2 separate regions of the Canis lupus genome follow, and region 1 is linked to region 2. A link is a contact called in public Hi-C data. All regions are on one chromosome and are shown on one strand. Each heading gives the region's core, a stretch centred on a gene start, on an enhancer-like site or on the middle of the called end of the contact. The rest is flanking DNA. Distances are from core to core; before and after follow the strand shown.

The links. Hi-C and Micro-C count contacts between places; a contact is called where the count stands out from the background.
Region 1: a contact with region 2 is called in a Hi-C map of skin fibroblasts, with 3 times the contacts expected there. The contact joins the promoter of RRS1 here to the promoter of TRIM55 in region 2. A contact is called at or near these places in 3 of 9 Hi-C or Micro-C datasets (amygdala, blood and skin fibroblasts).

The regions. Positions count from the first base shown.
Region 1 is chr29:16,479,298-16,484,766 of UU_Cfam_GSD_1.0, forward strand. It overlaps RRS1 (ribosome biogenesis regulatory protein homolog), which reads left to right and starts at 3,279. Exons shown (of 1, transcript XM_038579420.1): 1 at 3,279-5,004. The coding sequence starts at 3,406. The coding sequence ends at 4,503.
Region 2 is chr29:16,250,844-16,256,710 of UU_Cfam_GSD_1.0, forward strand. It overlaps TRIM55 (tripartite motif-containing protein 55), which reads left to right and starts at 1,887. Exons shown (of 11, transcript XM_038579415.1): 1 at 1,887-2,237; 2 at 2,782-2,954. The coding sequence starts at 2,070.

The DNA of each region.
Region 1 (5,469 bases), core at 2,029-4,528, 230 kb after region 2:
GAATGCACAGATTTTGTCTATGATTAAGAAATTTTCAAAATTAAATCTTCCCTTCAGGTACTTCCAAATTAAAATTATAAATCAGTAAAAATGAACCATGTGGAAATAACGTAAGCATTTTAAGGGCCCTTTTCTGCTATTTTATCAAATTACTAGCACATTGAACTTCCTAGACAAAAATGCTCAAAATAACTATGTTCACAGCAGGATTAAAGATTGCATCATCCCTAACAATTTCCGCTACCAGAAAGGGGCAATTGAGAAACATTCAGAAAGTAAATCTAAGTTAATGCAGCATCAAAAAAAAAAAAAGGGAAAAAATACTTACAAAAATGTTTTACTGAACAAAGTAGTTATGTTTTGAGGGAACGTAAAGGTATTACTTTCACGCCTTTAACCTTCTTGCCCCTGACTGGGGAGAAAAAAAAAAAATCTCTATTAGTTCACTTTTCTTATTGAAATACTTCTCAATAGTTTCTAAAAAAATATAATTGTTGACTGTTCTGTCCTATGCCTCATTTTTGCCTTTCTTGAGGAATGTTCTTAAGACTCTAGAAAGGTAACTAAGATAGAAAAATAGGAATGGGGAAGAGATATTTAGAAAACAAGCATAAGGAGCACTATCATACCATGGAATAAAGAGCTATTTGGAGCCAGCTCATGGCCCCAATATAAAGAGAAAAACAGAGTCTGATGACCAAACTTGGGATCTGTCTGCATTATGCATCAAAAGAAGGAAGAGAAACCAACAAAGAGAAAAGACAAAGGAGAAAAAACAATAAAAGATATACAACCATTTCGTGTATTGTTAAAATATATTCACATATATTTGCACAACTTTGGTAGGCTTGTTCTTGACACTGCAAAATCTTGCCTGACATAAAGATGATACAAATACAAGCTGGAGACCACCACTCACCTACTTGCCTCACCAATTTTTTTTTTAAGCCACAAATCCCAATCTTAATAATTTTGTTCACAATGAATCTAACAGCCAACATTAATCCTTTTTTTGAATTTAGAAAAGTCTATTTAATAGGTTTATTTGTTCAATCAGGTATTGAATACCTGTTATGTATCCAGAATTATCATTGGCAAAGTGGAAGTAAAAATCAGTCTCCCATCATAAGGAAATTAAAACTGACCTGGACTGAAAAAAACTATTCAGTATAAAACAATTAGAGTTCAAAAAGAGCTGACATATATAATTCAAACCAAATAGCATTTCATACAGTGAGAACTCGCTGTTTACCATTTAACACCTGTTAACATTTGTTCTTTGGACACCTGTTGACATTTGCTCTTTTTCTCCCCGAACTCTGAAGATTGACAGAGGAACTAAAATCCTACAAACGTGACCTTCCTATTAAAAGCCCAAGTGCAAATTTCTCTTAACCTTTCCTTCTTCTCTACTGTTCCACACAATCTCAATAATCTTCATGTCTAGTGTCTGGAATATGGCAATCATTCACATGTTTGTTGAAAGAATGAGTGAATGAATCAGAAACTAAGCCAAGTCCAGAACAGCCACATCAATGTCTGTAACACTCTCCTAGGTAAATCACAAAACCTTTTAAGGGTCAAGGCTAGGTTCAAGGCAGTTACCTAATATGGCCTTTGGCCTGGCCTTGACCCCACAACATGAATGGTATTAAAGACTTGGTGCTGAGTGTTAAGACAAAGGTAGAAAAAAACATGCAAATCCTAAAACACTTTTTGTTTGTTTATAGCAGCTCTATTCGTAACTGCCACCTAAAATACTTTTAGAAAAGAGGCAAAAAGGTTGCAGCATACTGTCTGATGCACAAAATGTGCTCACTAAATGCATGATGAGTGAATGAACAAAGGGAAGCTGAGGAAAGATAGTGAGCTACAGAAACCAAAGTCAGGGGGGAGGTATGGTAGATGGGACTACGCCTAATGCCCCCTCTAGCTGAAACTCGACACAATCTATTTCCTAAGAGCTATTATGTCCATTTCCATGGGCTAATTTTCCAGCATAACCCCCTCTTTACAACTCCTAACTTCCCATTAAAAAAACAAAACCAAACCTGTAAGCCACACAATCAGCACTGTGCCTCCTAAACGTGGTGTACATACTCATTACCCAGAGATTTTGTTAAAATGAAGGTTCTGAACCATTGCGCCTGGGTTGAGGCCAGAGACTCTGCAATTCCAACAACTTCTCAGGTGATGCTAGGCTGCTGGGCAACAGACCACACATTTTATGTATCAAGAGCCTGAAAACATTGCAGAGAATATGTCAATCGTGTTAAAGCCAGAGTTAAGATCATTCCTGCTCCCACGTTTCCCAGTTGTATAACCTTAGATAAGTCATTTTCCTTCTCTGAGCCTTCCTTTGCCATCAGTGGAATACCGTGATTAACAACGGCTAACATACCGGGAACTAATGTTTCATATTTTCCACTCATGAGTTGGGCTTAGGTTAAACAATCTGTCCAAAGCAGGTCCTGTAAAACGAGATTCTAGGTCATCTGACCCAAGAACCGGGTGTATGATCACCGTATAACACTGCCTCTTTAGCCTACTCCCAGAGCGATTAGAAAGAGTAATAATTGGTATTTCGTTAACATTTGTTGCGCCCTCTTATGTTCCATACCAAGCTCCCCCAGAGACATATTAACTCATTTATCCTTGAAACAGCCCTAAGAGGTAAGTGCTATTACCACCACATCTTACAGGTTTTTAAAAATAGGCCCAAATACCCGAAGGTCCAACAGCAGGGTTGGAACTCGCGCAGTCTCACTGCAGAGCCCAGCGCTCTTTTGCCACAAGCCTGGAGAGGATGAAATCTAATTGCCAGGGCCCGTTCGCCTGGAAAACAAACCAAATCTTCCACAGTTAGCTTTATGTGCAGTTGTGGGACGTGTCTCTCGGCCCACACCTAGGACTCCCCGCACCCCCACCCCCACCCCCACCCCCCATGAACGGGTCTGGGCTCGGGTAAAATATAATTTATCTAGTCCCAGAAGCGAAAACATCTCGTGAACTGATTTTACACTGAAATTGTTAGCAGTCGCTCGCGGAGCCCTCGAACTCGACGTCCAAAATTTGCACCGCCCCTTACGCCGCTGCATCCTGGGAGCCACAGCCCCAGTTAGCCCTGGAAAATGTAGTCCAGACTCCTGGGCCAGCACCGCCTACCTCCGGGCTCCCGCCGAAGGGCCTCCGGGAATCCCATCTGCTCTCCAACACCGCTCTCTGCCGGCCTTTCCTCGGCTTGCCGGGACTGGGAGCCTGTTCCGGGTGCCCCGGAAGCGAAGCTTTCTCTTCCGCAACGAGCGTCTCGGCGGCCGCACGTGCTTGCGTTGCCGGGGCGAGAGCCGGCGTTGGCAAGAGGGGCTCTGAAGTGCTTTCCCGGAGCGAGGGAGCCGAGGCCGAGCCATGGAGGGCCCGAGCGTGGAGGAGCTGCTGGCAAAGGCGGAGCGGGACGAGGCAGAGAAGCTGCAGCGCATCACGGTGCACAAGGAGCTGGAGCTGGAGTTCGACCTGGGTAACCTGCTGGCCTCTGACCCGAACCCCCCAGCGGGGCTGCGGCGCGCGGGACCCTCGCCGGAGGCGGAGCTGCAGGCCCTGGCGCGGGACAACACGCAACTGCTCATCAACCAGCTGTGGCAGCTGCCCACGGAGCGCGTGGAGGAGGCGCTGGTGGCACGCCTGCCGGAGCCCACCACGCGCCTGCCGCGCGAGAAGCCGGTGCCCCGGCCGCGGCCGCTTACACGCTGGCAGCAGTTCGCGCGGCTCAAGGGCATCCGTCCCAAGAAGAAGACCAATCTGGTGTGGGACGAGGTGAGTGGCCAATGGCGACGCCGCTGGGGCTACCAGCGCGCTCGGGATGACACCAAGGAATGGTTGATCGAGGTGCCCGGCGGTGCCGACCCCTTAGAGGACCAGTTCGCCAAGCGGATCCAAGCCAAGAAGGAACGCGTGGCTAAGAATGAGCTGAACCGGCTGCGTAACCTGGCTCGCGCGCACAAGATGCAGCTGCCCAGTGCGGCCGGCATGCACCCTACGGGACACCAGAGTAAGGAGGAATTGGGCCGCGCCATGCAGGTGGCCAAGGTCTCCACCGCCTCTGTGGGGCGTTTCCAGGAGCGCTTGCCCAAGGAGAAGGCGCCCCGCAGCTCCGGCAAGAAGAGGAAGTTTCAGCCCCTTTTCGGGGACTTTGCAGCTGAGAAGAAGAGCCAGTTGGAGATGCTGCGGGTGATGAACAGCAAAAAACCTCAGCTGGACGTGACGAGGGCCACCAATAAACAGATGAGGGAAGAGGACCAAGAGGAGGCTGCAAAGAGGAGGAAAATGAGCCAGAAGGGCAAGAGAAAAGGCGGCCGGCAGGGCCCTGGGGGCCAGAGGAAAGGTGCCCCGCCCAGCCAGGCCGGGAAGAGAAAGGGGGGCTTGGGAGGCAAGATGAACTCTGGGCCGCCTCGTTTGGGCGGCAAGAGGAAAGGAGGGCAACACCAAGGAGGGAAAAGAAGAAAGTAATTTTCACCCTCGGACCCGTCTGTAAACGAAGAACTGTACTAAATGTTAAGTTCTAGTTACTGGGTTGGGAGGCCAGGAATGTTGAAAAAGATGTGCTGCCTTCACTGAGCTTGAGGTTGAAGGGATAGGCTGCCCTCCTCACGCCCCCCAGAATAGTATGTAAATGCTGGACTCTACAAGGTAATGTTTTTCCCACAACCAAGAATTGGCTGGAGATTAAAGGATGTATTTGAGGACCTAAGAATCAAGGAAAGAATTCAGTGGAAACTGGGAATGAGTTCTATTTTTAAAGACGTATTTTTTTTTCTTTTTGACTTTGGAAACTGAGGGAAAGTTGGTCGTTTTTCAGACTTACATTTGATTTCTGCATTATTTTTATAACAAAGGAGTGTATCAAAGCAAGGGGGAGGGGACAGAAAGATTACAATTTAAAATGACTTACAAGTAACTCTTATGAAAGTTATTTAATTAATAAAAGTGTGTATCTAATGTCGCTTTTGACATTTTGGCTATTGGTAGAAATTCTAAGTAAAGCCAGGGGATACCTTATTAACATTATTTTAATTTGCTTTCTAAAAAATATAAAGCGGGTAATTTATGGTGATTTCAGTGATACCAAAAGAAGTAAGAGTTTTTTCTAATAAGTAACAGATGTAATATTGAAAGTGCTGTACAACTGCTGTCTCTTTGAAAAAGGATTTTATGCTTTTTATTACTGTGAAAACATTTATGGTAAATTATAAATTTGGGCTTCACTAAATAATGATAATAATCCTCATTAATCCAGAAAATACTTAAATGTTTTCAACATTTATGTCCCAATTTTTTTTTTTTTTTTAACTTCAGGTAGGATCTATTTTGAGAAGAGATAAACCCACCAGATCTTTAACTGGAACACTGTTATTTTTTATTCATTTGTCAAACTGACCTTAACTGGTTTAATTAGGAGGTCAAATGTTTATAGCT
Region 2 (5,867 bases), core at 637-3,136:
CCTTCCCTTGGAAAACCCCAACTATGCCCCCCACCTAACTCTACATCCATTCATCTAAATTCTCAGTGGATCAGTACAAATACCACCCACCCATGAACCCCTCCTGAGTATCCCAACTCTGAAATTCTGTAGCTCTTTATCACATTTTGTTTTGTGCTATGGTTCTGTATATAAATGTCTTGTTTCTGCTGTTAAACTGAGCTCCTTGAGCTCAATCCACAGAACTACGCTTGTCTTTCAATCTACAGGGCTAATCACAGTGGGGACACATAATGAACAGTCAATGAGTATTTTTTGAAAGAATGAATTCCTTTAATAAGCATAGGCTCAGCTACATTGTACATTATTAAAGTGCTTTTCCTTAGATTGAAGAGTCTTTTACTGTAGAATCTTTATCTTTCCTAGAAAATAACTCACATCCTGCATTCACCTGCCTATACTAGGTGAACTGTATTAACTCAGTAAAAAAAAAAGTGTCACCAATTCCCTTTTTTATTGGAGTTGCTAAATAGATATTGAAAGGAATAACAAGATTCTCTCCTAAGATGCCTGAAATGTTTATGAATACATGTAACTTATTATTAGTTAATAGAGCTTATTAGATTCTCAATAAGCTCTCACTGCACACAGCAATGAGACCATAGATAACCAGTCACACTGGCCTACTCTTTACTGGTGACTAAGTACACACTGGTGATATATTGACAAAATGTGTTCACTCTTTGAATATTTTTAGATCAAGGATAAACAGACCTTCACATTCATCTCATATAAACGTATATGTATCTCTTTTTCATTTTTTATCTTATTTTTAATTTTTAAATAACTATATATTGATAAAACAGTTCTTTCACAAAATCCTGGCAAATATCAGGATTTCTATTTATGACTCAAGAGCAGACCAAGAATATTAGAAATGACCAGGGAAACTATCATTTGAAAAATCCACTTGGAGAAGGAGGCAAATGAAAAGAGGTGTAGTAGTATTTCAGACCAGTTAAAACCCAGGTATGGAAGCATTTTCACTTCAGTTGGCAATAGCACTGACATCTGTTCCCACTTTATGGAAAAATGAAATAATGGGTCTGCTACCCCACATGCCAGTTATTACTTCATTATTGATTATTGCTGCAAACTAAATTTAAACTTTAAAAGATTGCCAAGTTTTCTTTGTGTTTTTGGTGTGAGGAGGGGGTTGTAGGTGTACAGGATGAAAGAGGGGGTTAAGGAGGAGGGAGAATGATGCAGAAGAAAAAAGTACTAGAATTTTATTCACAACTTTTTTTTTTTTTTAATGGGATCATCAACCAGTGTTTGGATTTTTTTTCATAGATACTCTTATGGTGAAAGGGGTTGAAATCAGTGGTTAAACTGGAATTTTTCTTAGACCATAACTCTTAGCAAAGATGAAAAAATCAATGTCAAGCAAGTCTTTTTAGATGATTGCCTTTGTAAAGCCAGGAGAATGATTTTCAGGACAAATTTTGTTGGTTTTCACTTAAGACAGTACGATCATGCTACTTTGGGTCCCTTGCTGCCTAAACTCTCAGGACAGAAATGGCATTCATCATCCAGTTAGATTCTTGGGCTATGTTCTCTCCAGTCCTGGAGAAATCCGTCACCGCGTTCTTACTGAGCGCTCACAGAGGGCATGGCTCAGTGACTAGGCATGCACATTTGCATTTGTTGTGACAACTGTCAGCTTCAAACTCCCTCTCCTCACAACCCTGTCTAAATGGGGTTTGTAATCCTTCTTCCCACCCACTCTCTTCACTCCCTGGGGCAGGAATGTTGGCTCCTGTTCCCTGTCACCTGTCAGAATCCGTCCTCCTGTCACTGGCTTATATGGACAAGTCAGCCCGCTGTCACGTGACCCCCCCCCCCCCCCACCACCACTGCTAAAAACAGCTCCGGCTCCCCCTGTGAACCTGGGCCTGAAACAATGTCTTCCACCGAAAAAACCATAAAGGACACTTGATCACCCAATCCTTGGAATTATTTCCAGGAAACGCTTGCAGAACCATCCGGAGCACCCTTTCCCTGGCAGCGCACAAGGGGACGGCCGGGAGATGAGCGCATCTTTGAATTATAAGTCTTTTTCTAAAGAGCAGCAGACCATGGATAACTTGGAGAAGCAACTCATCTGTCCTATCTGCTTAGAGATGTTCACGAAACCTGTGGTTATTCTCCCCTGTCAGCATAACCTGTGTAGGAAATGTGCCAGTGATATTTTCCAGGTAGGTTTGTTTGGAATTTAAGGGGTAAAAACAGAGTCTCTTTTCTCTGAATCAAGTGCTAAACTTTTAGGTGAATTCTTCTAGAAAACTTCATAAGGCTACATTCATTTTCAAGAAAAACTTTTTTTTTTAAAATGATTTGCTTTGTGCTTTGTTGCCTGCCTCCTCCTTACTCCCAAATCTAGTTTTACTTAAATACTAAGAATCATATTTGTTTAAAAAAACAAACAAAACTCAGTTCATTGAATCTGCTTCAAATTGTAAATGAATTGCTGCCCAAGACATTCATGTTGGAGTTTCTGGCTGGAACTTTTGGTTGTGAAAACATTGGATGGAAAACTGCCTCGTGCTGAAAATGGTACATTTGACTGTGGGTAAGTCCTGTATTTTAGGACCTCTTGCTGATAAGGCCCTAAGGGATTCTCTTATGGCCAGCTTAAAGTAGAAGTTGATGTTGTTTGTAGTAACCAAGAGTGAGAAGAAGTCTCAGAAAAAGCTATCTGTGGCATTACTCAATTCCTCTTTCCTTGCTTGGCAAGAACAGGCTTCTAACCCGTATTTGCCCACAAGAGGAGGCACCACTGTGGCATCAGGGGGCCGATTTCGCTGCCCATCCTGTAGACACGAAGTGGTCCTGGACAGACATGGGATATATGGCCTTCAGAGGAACCTGCTGGTGGAAAATATCATTGACATCTACAAGCAGGAATCCACCAGGTACTGTTCCTCCATGTGGCAAACCCATTTGAAGCTTGCTTTTGCCTATTTGTTTGTTTGTTCTAATGGATTAATATGCCAAATGCTTGTTTGCCAATCACAGACATTGTTTTATAGGAAAATGTTTTCTAAGTGAGGCCTTCCCAATGAGAGAATTGCTTACAGAAGGGGAAGGGAGCTGGTGCCCAAGACTTTATATCAACTCAATAATGAAGTAATTCATTAACACTAATCCATTCAGTAATACTGAAAGAGGCATGATGCATTCCACCCCTCTAAGCCTTGTAATAATGTATGTTTTAGACATCTCTTCACTTTTCCACAGGTCCTTTGTAGCTCCAGATTCTATGCAGTAGAAAACTTACAGTACAAAACTTTAAAGAAAACTAATAAAAATGGCATTTTCCAAAAAAAGTCCAGTTCCTAGTTTGGACAATCTCACCTGAAAATTGTCTAGATGATCCTATTAAAAACAAAATATAGTTAGTCATGGTATGGAAGTTGCAAAGCAATGCAGAGTCCTGTCCTTTAGCAAGTTAAAGTTTAGAGACCTGGGGGCCGGGGGGTGGGGAGAGATGGCACTCAGGTTTTTCTAGTCTCTAGATTGTATTTGCCTCACACTCTTAGCACTCACCTGTTGATTGATTGATACTCAATACGTGCATCCATTCACTAAAAAAAAGAAAAAAAAAGGCTTCTTCCTCATTATATCACATTGGCTATAGAGTTCCTTTCCTAGAGACAACAAACACTGCAGGAGTTCATTCCTAGAAGGCGTGGTGTGAAGAGCCCTTTCTCAATTATACACAGGTCGGTCCAATCCACAGAGCTTGATAGCAATATTGAGACCATCTGGAAATGAGCTCATTGTGATTCTTATTAGGAGACATGTATTTATGGAACATCTGCAGGGCTCTAAGAGCCTTGCAGTCTTAGAAGGAAAGCTGTTCTATAAATCTAACATATAATTATTATAATCATTATGGCTATTAGTTCCTGCTTAAGATTCAAACTAAATTAGATAGTGCCAGGATCTAGATGGATTTGGGGAAGAAGAGTAATTTCCAATGACATATTGCAGAGCACAGAGTCAGCTATTTCCCTGGCTTCCAGAATCTCCGGAGAAGAAGGAAAGTGCTATTGTTGCTGCTGTTACTTCACAGATCTGATCTGATTGTATTATGTTATGCAAATACACATATTGTCTCTTAAAAAAAACAGTCAATTAATAACCCAGACAATTATTAAGAGTGCTTATATAACAACCAATCCAATGTCTAGTACAGTGTCTTGCATAGAATTGTTACTCTGTAAGTGCCAGCTGATGAAGCAACACCCCAAGCTTCTTACATGTTCTACTTATTGCAATAATTTCGTTTTACTACTTGCTACAGTGAGAGCTTGAAACATGGGAAATAATAGCAATAATGTTATGAAATCCAGATAAGAAGAGATGTTAAAACTTGCAGCATAAGCAAAACCACAAAGGTGAAGAAACCATATAGAAGAAATGAACCAAATTTCCAACAATGAAGCTCATAACTCCATGCCCTAGTGGTGTTTTTCAGATTATCAGGTTCTTATGCTGTTATTTCTTGAACCCGAGACCTGCCTTTGGGACATCTTTTACTTGATGGCAAAAGCAGGCATTGATACTTGGGCATAAACCCAAGGGCAGCTTCGCCAGCCCAGAACCCTGGGCTTCCTTAGAATAACCTTGGCTATACAGAGTGAGATGAATCTATCTCTGGCTCACCATCATCGGGGACAGAGGAGAGGGCCTGGTCAACTCTGACCTCCCACAGAAAGACTAGAGATTGTACATCTCAAAAACACCTGGCCTTCTTACCTGGAATTCTGCATGGTGCTGAACTAGCCCAGTTTGGGGATTTGACAAGAGAAGGAATTTATTTTGCTATTATTAATCATAAAAGCTATAATAATTAACTTTATAATAAGTAAAAATAAGATGTACCGTCTGTGTCAACTGTTCAGGGTGCTTTACATATGAATCATGTATAATTCTTTTTCAAAAAAAATACTTTATTTATTCATAAGAAACACAGAGAGAGGCAGAGACATAGGCAGAGGGAGAAGCGGACTCCCCAGAAGGAGCCCGATGTGGGACTCGATCCTAAGACCCCGGGATCAGTCATGACCTGAGCCAAACGCAGACGCTCAACCACGGAGCCACCTAGGTGCCCCTCATGTATGATTCTTTAATTCTCACAAAAATCTCATGATTGTGATTATTATTACCTGATTAAAAATTCTGAGTATTTCACTGAAGCTAACTCCTATACATCATTTAAACATTCAAATAGGGGATCCCTGGGTGGCACAGCGGTTTGGTGCCTGCCTTTGGCCCAGGGCACGATCCTGGAGACCCGGGATTGAATCCCACATCGGGCTCCCGGTGCATGGAGCCTGCTTCTCCCTCTGCCTCTCTCTCTCTGTGTGACTATCATAAATAAATGAAAATTAAAAAAAAAATTCAGATAGTACTACAAGACCTCTAATGAGGCCTCCCCAACTCTCTCTCCACTCCCCAGAGGCAACCACTTTTCATTGTTTTAGCTGTTTTTCTGCTATCACCCAGTGACATCTACACACTACTCCTATACTCCCATTTCTTGATTTTTCAGGTTAGACCTTCTCTATCAACTTTTCACTGCAGGTGATCAGGACAGTACCCTCCTGTGGCTGGGCTTCACCTTACTTTTACTTTTCCTGGGTTGAATCCCTGTTTCCTAGAACCAATGTCTTTCTTTGTTGGCTTATTCTACTGCGGTTTTTTTTTTTTTTTTTTTTTTGCTGTTGTTGTTGTTGTTGTTTGTGGAGCATATCCTCAAGTAATCTCCCAAATATGCAAGAAGTGCTCCACTTTCAGCCTCCCACACATTCCTGCCTTCA